Regions from separate parts of the Anas platyrhynchos genome. Here region 1 is linked to region 2. A link is a contact called in public Hi-C data. All regions are on one chromosome and are shown on one strand. Each heading gives the region's core, a stretch centred on a gene start, on an enhancer-like site or on the middle of the called end of the contact. The rest is flanking DNA. Distances are from core to core; before and after follow the strand shown.

Region 1 (5,697 bases), core at 2,589-5,088, 81 kb after region 2:
GAGCCCCCCACTGGCACGGATGAAGCTGAGTCAGAGGGACGTGTGCTCTGGCATGAGAGATCCTGGGAGGATGCTGAAGCGTTGACTGACACTTGTGAAAAGGCAGCAAAACTTCCTTCTTGCTGTAAATCCCAGGTGAATGTGAGGAGAACCTGAAAGACAGCAATCATTCAGCACCAGGAGAGCTCACCATTTTTTGCTGAACAGGCCTGGATACCAGGTTTGTACACGACATGCTCTGGGGAGCCCAGGCTTGTAAATACAAGTTTCTAGATTAAGCTGTGGGGCACAAGACAGCAAACATTAGCAAACTGACTTACTGGCACACAAATCCTTTCATGGACCTAGGGTAAGCCAGGGTTTCAGGTTGTGAATTCTGTTATATAGTGCCACAAAACTGAGTGAGTGCTGCAGGACTCACTTTTATTCGCTTTGGTTAAACCTGTTTTTATTTATTTATTTATTACTTTTATTACAGATTTTATTACAGGTTAAGCAGGGCATGCTACAGAAGGCATGGTTAAAAAGTTTGCAGATAGATGCAGATGCCTTGTAACTAAACTGAGAGACATTAGACTGCTTGGCAGACCAGCACAGGTAAGTTGTCGTTTTATCTGTACAAGAAACTAGTGTCTCATTGAACCAGGGCAGTAAAGCTGCCAGTAAAGGGGCACAGTGCAAAGCCACATAATCAGAAGCAGAGACCAAGACATGCAGAGTTAATGCAAAGCTTCTCTCTGAAGCAATTAGCTTTGCTGAAAAGGTTTGGCTTTACAGCGTTACGCAATACCACAAAATGCACAAAGCTATGCAGCTGGACAAATGCTTCCTCCTACTGCTGTCCATATATATTCCCAGACTGGAAGCTGCATACAGGTACTAGCTGGCCCAAGACTTGCGTGTGCTTTGTTTTCATAAATAATGAGCTTAGCTTCACCTCAAGAGCTTTGGAAACTTCTTAGGCTAATAAATCTGTTAAATAGGCTCTGAACCAAACTGCAATCCTGGTTTTCCTGGGCACTGCAGCTATTTGACGATGTTGAGAATCAGGTCATATATTCAGTAGCTTATCTTTAGATAACCATAGCTAAACAAAATCCCCAAAACCTTGGCATTAATGTCATACCATTAAAAGATAAAAGGAACTTCAGCTTAATTTAAAAATGCCTTTTGAGAATGTTTTTTAAAATACAATATTATAATGCTATGGCAAGTTGGATTAAAGCCTGAGATTTAAAATAATAATAATAAAAAAAAATATAAAATAATCATTTACTATGAAGTTATACTGCTGAAAAAAAAAAAAAAAAAAAGAAAGGAAAAAAAAAAAAGAAAAAAAAAAAAAAGAGCAGCTAATACTTGAAAGGGATTGATGTGGTATAATAGGACTTCTAATTTATGAAACAAAAGCATGACAAACAGAACTATGCCAAAATTCAATTTAATCTGTTTCTTTCCACCTCTCCTCCCCCAATATGGGGTTGCAACACAAACAAAACTAGTACAAGTCTTACATTCAGGAGAAGAACTGTGCAAATGGTTTCTAAACTGTGCTTAAAAGACAGCAGAAGTGTTGTAGTGTGGATGTGAGGGACATGAAAGTATGGCTGGAGAAGCCCTTGCCCCAGGAGAGCAAAGGCACAGGAGAACTCTCTGCAGCAAGAGCAGGGAAAGCACAGAAAGAGGTCACAGGTCCTCAAGACTTACAAAGAGCAACTGTCTCTGCAGGATCCAAAACAGGTGCAGAGGCAGCCAGAACAGTTATCTGAACAATCTGCAGTGAGAAATATAAAATCAAATACTATAATGCTATAATAAAGGCTCTTTTTAGCAAGCTGAAATGAGCACTAAGCATGTGAAAGGTTGACAAGGAAAATATGAAGGCATTTAATTTGTAAGGCCTTAGTAACCCTGTTCCCTTTATGTTACTTGTATTACAAAGGAACAGAGGATCTCCTCCAGATTTTGCAGCATTTTGGTCATAATTATGCCAGGTAAAACAAGGTATGTGCATCCATGCCTGGATAAAAATAGTGAGATAGTTTTCTTGTTCAGTATCATTGTAGATCAATGTGCTGTCATAGGGACTTAAATGCAGAAATAATGCATTTTTTTTCTAGTTGAAATCTTTCATTCTGTATGAGAAAGTGAAATTAGTAAAGATTCTATAAAAAATAAATGCATATGCTAATAATGCCACTCAGAGAAATGATCTAAAATGAGTAAAATTTATGACGCTTTTAAGAGACCAGTTTTCCAAGACTACTCCTCCCCAGCTTCCCCAGACTTGATAAGAATAAAAAGCATTCAGTGCCTCACTAGAAAGACATGCCCCACAATGTATAAGCTGGGAACACAATACTATAAAGCACTAGCACCTCCCAGAGGATGCTAACTGCTTGCAGCTCAGTGGCATCCCAAATAGTCTTTTCTCTCAGCTAGTTGTCTCATTTTTGGGTCTCAAATGTTGATACACCTATGAATTAAGATGCTAAATATCTTGTAAATACTACACAGCAAGTCCTCAGCAGAAGCTCTCGGAAGTTACAGTCACACTGCCTTCAGTCATACCGATAAATAATCTTCAGGTGACAGAAATCTTCCTATTCCAGGAACAAGACCTAAGAGCTGCTGAAAGCTGGGGCATTCAACTCAGTTTGGAATCAGGACATGAAACAGGACAGCTTCATTTTCTGAGTGGAAAAATGCTTTGAAATAAATTTCAGATAGAAAAGAACTCCAGATGTATAGGCTTTGTAATGGCAACACAAACTTCTTGAAATATTAGTATGCCTCATTTAAGAGAAATATTCATTTAACAGAAATTATCAGTTTTGATTAGAAGTGCTTAATTAGAAGTAGTACCTACTACTTAATTAGTAGTAGGATCTGCAGGCTGAGGCTGCAGTACTGGCTTATAATATATAAGAGCAGTGCTCTCTCAAGAAATGGACAGAACAGAAGGGTGTTGAGATGCATCTTCATCACACAGCAACACGGGGATACCTTTGTTTGATCTACAAGCTATCATCCATTTTCATGAAACCTGCTTCACTCTCCATTGAGATTACAAGAGAAAGAGTCTGGTTTCAGTAGCAGCTAGATGTGGCCTCTGTTGTCTACAGAACAATCATTGCCATGGGGAAGATAAAAGAAGCACCAATTAAATTATTAGAGTTGCATATTTTATAAGCAAAATTATAATGGAAGATTTCCAGCCCTACAAAAATCAAGGGAAGGAACGGATTCCAAGTCTCTGAACAAAAATATTTCCCAAATAAAAATAGGGGGTATTGCTTGAAAAAAAAAAAAAAAATATATATATATATATATATACATGTATATATACAGAGAAGGAAAAAGTAGTTAACCTAGAATAAGAGAATATTTTAAAAATAGAATCATTTTAATTGGTTCTTTAATTAAATAGCTTGTACTGAATCACAATAAAGAAATATAATTTATGCATCAATGTCTTAAATGCAGATCAAATAAAAATAATGCAAAAGAGACTTTATGCATTCTTTCATTCTATTATATTTATGATAAAAGTTTGCAAGCCGTGTAGTACAATATTATTTTGAAAATTCATCACACAAAGGCTGTTGTGAAATACTTCAAAGTGATTTGAGACAAACAATCTTTTTTTGGTATGTTAGTGAAAAAAATACTGTACAGAGGGAAACTTGCAATGGTGATAAATTTTCACTGAAGTGGTTTTGGCTTCCTCAGGAATTAATAAATATTGGCACTGACACACTGATAGCCTTGACACCAAGAGCTGTGACATAGTTCAGATTAATCTTTAGCAAGGGTGACCTGTATGAGTGCAATGCTCACTATGCAATGCTACTTTTTCATTTTAAGTCTACTGTTAACTACTCTGAAAAGTGCAACTGTCTGAAGTTTTACATGGATGCAAAGTTTTTGTAAGCAACTATATCAGACAGACAGATTACTGCTGAACTCAACAAAGGCAAAGCACAAGGTTCCACTAAGGACAACGATCCTTCTTGAACTATGTGATAAATAACTTTAGCTTAAGTCAGGAAACCTGGTCTCTCGATACAGGGACACATGCTTCCAATTCCAACTCTGCAATGTACTGAGAGACTTCAGATGAACTTTTGATTTTCCATGTCGCTTCAGTTGTAGTTATTTCTACTAGGCCACAAAATTCAGACTTATTTTTGCAAACTTCTGAACACGTTGGAAGTAACCTTCTCAAATGTGGAAAGAAATAAGCTTGTTAAACTGCATTTCAAACTGAAATGTGACTAAGCATAAAATAATCTCAGTCCAGGAGTAAAACTGATACATACTACTAGAGGAAACCTGTTTTATTTTTTTGGTAATGGCAGGATTGAACAGTAAACTGTAATTAGTTATAATCCTACAATGAAGTTTAATTCCACAGTATTTAAAAAAAAATCTTCTCCAGATAATCCATGCCAAGAATCCATGAATGGGTTCTCTGAAAATGTTTCATCTTACTTCAGCTAACTACTGGCATTATACCTCACAGAAGTCAACTTATTCTGTTCTTAGTCTATGTAATCAAATGGATCTAACTGAAAATATAGTTGAGGAGTTTCATGGAGTATTACCTAACCCTGAGGCATTTTCTATAGTGAGTTAAAAAAGACTTTCTGTTAGTTGATGACACTTCCAAAAAGTGAAGTCAAACCTTCAAACAAGTACTTTGAAAAATAGCTTGCAAAGACACCAAGTATGTATGCTGAAAGGTTAAATTCACAACAGGTTTCTCAAACGTGAAGTTAGGTAGAGGAATCAAATTGTCTAATGCCAATTAATGAAGTCACATTTAGCTCAATGGAAAAAAAAAATAAAAATAAAAATAAAAAATCATACTATCACGGTAAGACATGCATTTAAACAGTTTTTACATATAAAAAATCTTGACCTCTAATCTGTTTGTAGCTGGCCACAAAAGCCACAGCGAGCTCCTAAAGGTTCTGTCCTTTCCAGGTTGCCTTAAAGATCCCTGATCACATCATTGGTTAGAAACTCAAGGTTTTTCTGGTTCAAATTGAGCTTAATTGAAGAAAAATGAGAAAGCTAATCCATGGTGTAAATACCGATTAAATAATATATTCGGTAAAATACAAAAATATGGAATTGGTGAGGAGGAATCTGTCTTCCAATTAATTAATAATGTCATTTTTCTATAAAACTTTATTAATTGTCACTATATTTTCGTCCTTTAATTATATATTAATCAAGTCCTGCATCAGCATCTCTCATTTTGCCTTGGATGAGTGTCAGAGAAATCTTGATTTCTTTATGGAAAATTTCAACTGATAAAGTAATTAAAATATGTTACTTAGACTTATAAACCTTGGCTCACTTATACCCTTAGGCTATCAGAGCTACAGTAACACTGTTACTAGAGAACCCACTTTCAACAAAGGAAGGAAGAAATTACATTTTAAAAAGGCAAAAAATAATGATTCAAAATATATTGTCATCTTTAGAGAATACAAAGTCATAGAGTCAGAAACATGAACGGAACTTGGTTAAGTTGAGACTATTCTGTAAGATTTTGAAAGACAAAGCCTGAGTATAGACAGAAAGAAATGCTCTAAATTCTCATGGGAGTAGCTGTGGGAGGGAGAAGACAGAGCTTTAGAACAGACACAACAGAATCTCATCTGCATTTCAGAGTTGCACGTTGCA
Region 2 (5,392 bases), core at 1,229-3,728:
CCTAAGAACCAGCAAGCATCAGTGATAACATTATTCAAATAGTAACTTTAAATTATTGTTCAGAGGGAATATATTTCAAATAAGAACTCTGCAATTTTTTCTCCAGTTTTCCAATTCTACAGATTTCTGGATCACATATACACTTATGTTTTGACTGTGTATCCTACACTGCTGCATCCATAGACTCAGGGCTGGGGACAGCGGGGTTGATGCCACAGCAGTATCCGTCAGGCATTCTCCAAATGCCCCCAGCCTTATGTTGCTCCAATACTCCCAGTCTGCTGAAGAGGCTCCCTCAGTGCCCTCCTAGAATCACGCCACACACAGAAGACTGGCTCATGCTTTTCCTCTTAATTCTGTGCTTCCACAAATCCTACACAGCGTAAAAGTGGATGGAGCATTAACCACTGTGTAGGCTGCCCCTCTTGCAAGAAGTTCCCAGTAGCTATCAATTTATTCTCCTCTATTTAAACTGTCTTAATTGTTCTTATGTGGACCTGCATATAAAACCAGAAGCATTTCAGAAAGCTAAAATAGAGTCCCAGCACTAAGCCTTCTTTATAATTCAAATTTAGCTTCCTGTGAATATGAAATGTAATCACCTCTATGGGAAGCAGATTTCCGGATGCTTTCCAAGGTAAAGTGAAATTAATATATTTTTCTAATTAACCTGTGCTCATTTTCTTTGCAGTTTGAAAATTGAATGAAAAACATAACTATATCACCAGGCTTCTCTTTACTTTAAGAAAAAAATTAAAATTCTCCTTTCGTAATACTCCTGTATTTTAAGTAAAAAATAAATAAAAAAATCTGCAACATTTTGACAATAAAATACCCACTGGCATGTAAATCTAGCAATGGAAGATCTGAACTAGACTGCAGTTCTTTTATGCACTTACTGAAAAATAACAATACTGAAAAAGCTGGACCTTTGCTTGCAATCTGCAACCCACTTGCGAGATGTGTGCAATGCGGTATCTGACTGCATAGCTAAGAGTAAAGTTAAAAAGGGATGTTTTTACAGTCAATAATAATGGCAGGCTTTTGTTTGGACTTTTCTGTTTTGTCTTGATAATTGCAGCTTTATAAAGAACTTTATCAGAAAGGCAGACTGATGCCATGCTCCGTGATTAGCTATGAAATAATCTTTTTGGCAGGATTGACAGAGTGCTGATAAGAACCTGTTACATGCCCTGCTGGACAAAGTGGCACATGTCACCGAATTCTCATTAGGATGAAATCTTGACCCTGCCCAAGTCCGTGTGATTTGTCACTGGTTTAACTGCAGCCGCAATTACCTTCTTAGCGTTTATGAACATCCTCAGAGATCACAATTAGCTGCTTCTAGCCAAGTCAAACAAGGAAACAGCTTTACTGCAGATGTCCCTGCTACGAGTGTGGGAGGAGTGGTTTTGCCTCTGTTGGTTCCAACTGCGCTTAGAGGAGAGAATCAAAGCGCTTCGGGTGTTGTGCAGCGCTCGGGCAGAGTCACAGGGCAATGCTCTGCCACTGCCCCACCAGCACTGCCCCTCCTTGGAGGTGACCCTTTGGCCAGACTTGCAGGTGAGGCAGGAGGGAATAACGGTGTCCTGACACTGCGTCCCCAGCTCTTCAGCAGGAGACAAAAACCCCAAAAACCTGGCTCCATCAGCTCTGCTGCTGGCAGGTTCTGTCCTGCCCTGGTGATGCATTTCCCTCCCAAAATGCCGGAAACCACGCTCAGCATGGAGGCGGGATGAGCAGCCCCAGGAAGGCAGAATAAAGGCTTTGTAGGGCCGCATGCTTCCAGTGGACACTGGCCTGCTGGCATCCATTTATCATAGAATCATTAAGGCTGGAAAAGCCCTCCAAGACTATCTGGTCCAACCATCCCTGTACCACCAATGTCACCCACTGAACCACGTCCCTAAGCACCACGTCCAACCTTTCCCTGAACACCCCCAGGGACGTAGACTCCACCACCTCCCTGGGCAACCCGTCCCAGTGCCTGACTGCTCTTTGTGGGAAGAAATGTCTCCTCATTTCCAACCTGAACCTCCCCTGGTGCATCTTGAGGCCATTTTATCACTAGTTATCTGTAAGAAGAAGCTGACCCCAGCTCTGCACACCTTCCTTTCAGGTAGCTGTAGACAGCAATGAGGTCTCCCCTGAGCCTCCTCTTCTCCGGACCAAACACCCCCAGTTCCCTCAGCTGCTCCCCATAGGACTTGTGCTCCAGGCCCTTCACCAGCTTCGTAGCCCTGCTCTGGACATGGTCGATGTCCTTCTTGCAGTGAGGGGCCCAAAGCTGAGCACAGCACCCGAGGTGCGCCCTCACCAGAGCAGAGCACAGGGGGACGATCACCTCCCCGCTCCTGCTGGCTGCACTATCCCTGACACACCCCAGGATGCGTTTTCACAGGATCATCGGAAGAGGCAGGCGCCTCGGTGGCTACGTGACGTGACGCGACGATACACCACGACACGTCACGATACGCGGCGACATGTCGCGACATGTCCCGACCCTCCCAGCCCAGGAGGAGGCTGTGGATCCCCCCAGGAGGACTCCAACCCCCGGCATGCCGAGCGGGCCGGGGCGGGGCAGCGCATGCGGGGCGGGCGGCAGCTGCCGGCTCAGCCCTCGCTCGGCCGGGCTGCGCGCCGCGGAGCAGCGGGACCACCATGGAGGCCGCGCCCCGGCCCCGGCCACAGCCCCAGCCCCAGCCCGGCGGGGCCGCCGCCGCCGCTGCCCTCCCGGCCCCGCAGCCCCCGGAGCAGGAGCGCAAGCTGGAGCAGGAGAAGCTGTCCGGGGTGGTGAAGAGCGTCCACCGCAGGCTGCGCAAGAAGTACCGGGAAGGTAACCGCGGGGCAGCAGCAGGAGGAGGAGGAGGAGGAGGAGGAGGAGGAAGAGGAGGAGGAAGATGAAGGACAAGGGGGGGGGGGTCCCCGCTGGCAGCCCGGCGCCCCCCTCGTCCCCCGCTGCCCGAGGGGGTGTGGCGGGGAGCGGGGGGCGGCGGCGGCCCGGAGCGGCTCCCGCTGGCTTCCTGCTCCTCCCCGGCAATGAGGAGGAGGAGGAGGAGGGCGCCTTCGGCCTCGGTGGGCAGCGCCGGTAATGCTGCCAGGTGAAGGGGGCGCGCCCGGCCGCGGAGCTTGGTGTCCTGGGGGGTGGTAGCCCCAAAAGGGGGGCTTGCTGCGGGCTGGGGCGGTCTGTGGGGAGGATTTGGGGCTGTCGGCAGGTCCTGGGTGCTTGGGGAGCCCCTGGTGCCCCGGGGGGCCCCGCTCTTTGTTATCCCGGCTGCCTCCTTCAGCCCCGGGGAGGGGGTCGGGTTGGGGCACGGCGTTGTGGCGGGGGTGGTGCCGGCCCTTGGGGATCTGCCCGGGCGGCGGGGTTGTGGTGGTGGCTTTGGGGTGCCTCAAACATCGCAGGAACGTCTGGAGATGAGCGTCAAGAGTTGAGATTTATTTTTCTGGGATTTGCAGCCTCTTCAGGATGACTTCAGTGATCTCTCCGACCTTCCTTGTAGCGCAGGTTACAAGAAATTCATTCATTCATTCTGTCAGGGCGTCCACCACACTCCAGTGACTGGCAAACAGCTGGTTGCGTTCCTCCAGGAGGACACCTGTAAAACAGGGACGTTTCCTCTCCTGGCACTGGTCCTCGTGTCCCTTTGAGGTCTGTGTGTGGCACTCCTGTTAAAGCAACAAGGTCAGGCTGCTTGCTGGGTGCTAGGAGTCTCCACAGGACCCCGACCGTGGGACTTGGGCGCAGATATCTACCTGTGTAGGCACTGGTCAAGAGTTGCTGTTTATTTTGGCCTTAGTGTGAGCCAAAACCGAAGGGAGGCTCTCCCGTGTTCCCGTGCCATTTGGGTGAGGGAACACGGCGCGTTCAGACCTTGCAGCCCTGGCAGAGGGGTCCAGCTTCTAGCAGGTCGCATTTCTCTGTTACTTCACAGCGCCTGCAGGTTAAAAAAGGCAAACATTGTCACTGTGAACTCTAAGAAATGCAAGCAGCCTCTGTAATACCTGAATTGCTTCAGATGGAAGCCGAAATCACATGGAAGTCAGCGTAAGCACACAGCTCAGCAAAGAGCAACTTAGTATGCAAAGCTGAGTTGGGTTTTGTCTTCAGATGAATGTAACTGGTTAACAGAAAGGGGAAAAACAGTACTTTAATTTACTTCATAGGCCGTGTAAGTCACGTTAGAAACTTTACAGTAATCTTCTAGTCATGCTAATTTAGCAATGTTGTTTGTATCTTTAAAGAGAAGCTTTAAAAACAAGTAGTTAATCATGTCACTTCTGTACAGCAAGGAGATTTCCGCCCATTACGTGCTTATCCGATGGTTAGGTAGTCTTTACAAGTAACCTGTGATTAATAGTAGCTGTACTTCATACGTTAGGTTAGTTCAATTCCAGAGTTTTATTTTTGGAAGGAGGTTCTGAGTCTTTCTCCCCGTGTTTCTCTCTGCTTCTAAAAGCAGACTTGAGAATTTCCTTCTGAAATGCCTTTGTTTTATTTTCTAAAACTCTGCTGCGCTGACTGGCAAGTGCATTACTGTGACAAAATCAAAGTTGTCAGATTGCTAAAGAAGCAAAAAAGCAGTAAATCAGCTGTAATTTCTTGGTAAAATTTGAGTGGTAACTTGAGTGTATGAAAGAAACAAGGTTAAAAAGCAGTATCCATGGTTATGTCCACAAGGAAAGTCTCTTGACTCCCCAGTACAGTGCTCCCACGTCTGTATGAAGCAGTAACAGAGCTATCTGTGTTATTCCAGGGTCTCACATTGTCTTTTTAATTTATGCTGACTACTCTCACATTTACTGGAGTTCTGTGAAGCTGGTTTCTATTTCATCTAAATAAGCAAACAGCGCTAGAATTGCTGTTGCATGGACTTCAGTGCTTTGTATTAATTTTGTTGATGGAAAAAAACATGCTGAATGCCTTTCTGCAAGGTATATGATTATGTTGCATAGGGTCTAGGAAACCACTTGAAGCTGTAATATGGTCATAAGTTACTGTGTTCTGTTAGAAGTGTTGGAGAGGAGTAGATGCATCCTTGAGATGCAGAGATGTTTGTGGATAGAAGTTATATAGGCTTGATTTTTAATAGCTGATTACTTTGAGAATTCATTTGCCTTTCTGGTGTTAGCATGGCCTGTGTTTCTGTAACTATAAGTCCATGTATTACCTGACTTGCTTATAACTGGCATCTTTACTCGTGGTTTATTTCCCACAATAGTTCCCCTTTCTTTTTCTGGAAAATGAGCCGGTACAAAACTGAGAGCAGTGAGCTTCAAAACTGCAAGCTAACGCTTCTCTGAAGAAGTCACAAACTTGTCAAAGTGCAAGAGCAGTGCTTTTTAACCAGGAACTCATCACGACGTCTTACTGCTATTTCTAAGGAATCAC

What was found. Hi-C and Micro-C count contacts between places; a contact is called where the count stands out from the background.
Region 1: a Hi-C map of skeletal muscle shows a contact between it and region 2, with 2.9 times the contacts expected there. The contact joins the enhancer-like site here to the promoter of SAMTOR in region 2.

What each region holds. Positions count from the first base shown.
Region 1 is chr1:28,506,558-28,512,254 of IASCAAS_PekinDuck_T2T, forward strand. No RefSeq gene overlaps it. Among named protein-coding and RNA genes, the nearest start is that of TMEM168, 44 kb to the left of the region's middle. Within about 2 kb of position 3,839, at least 2 of the 8 cell types and tissues checked have an H3K27ac peak or open chromatin away from gene starts, as enhancers often do.
Region 2 is chr1:28,426,610-28,432,001 of IASCAAS_PekinDuck_T2T, forward strand. It overlaps SAMTOR (S-adenosylmethionine sensor upstream of mTORC1), which reads left to right and starts at 2,479. Exons shown (of 5, transcript XM_027457409.3): 1 at 2,479-2,836. The coding sequence starts at 2,494.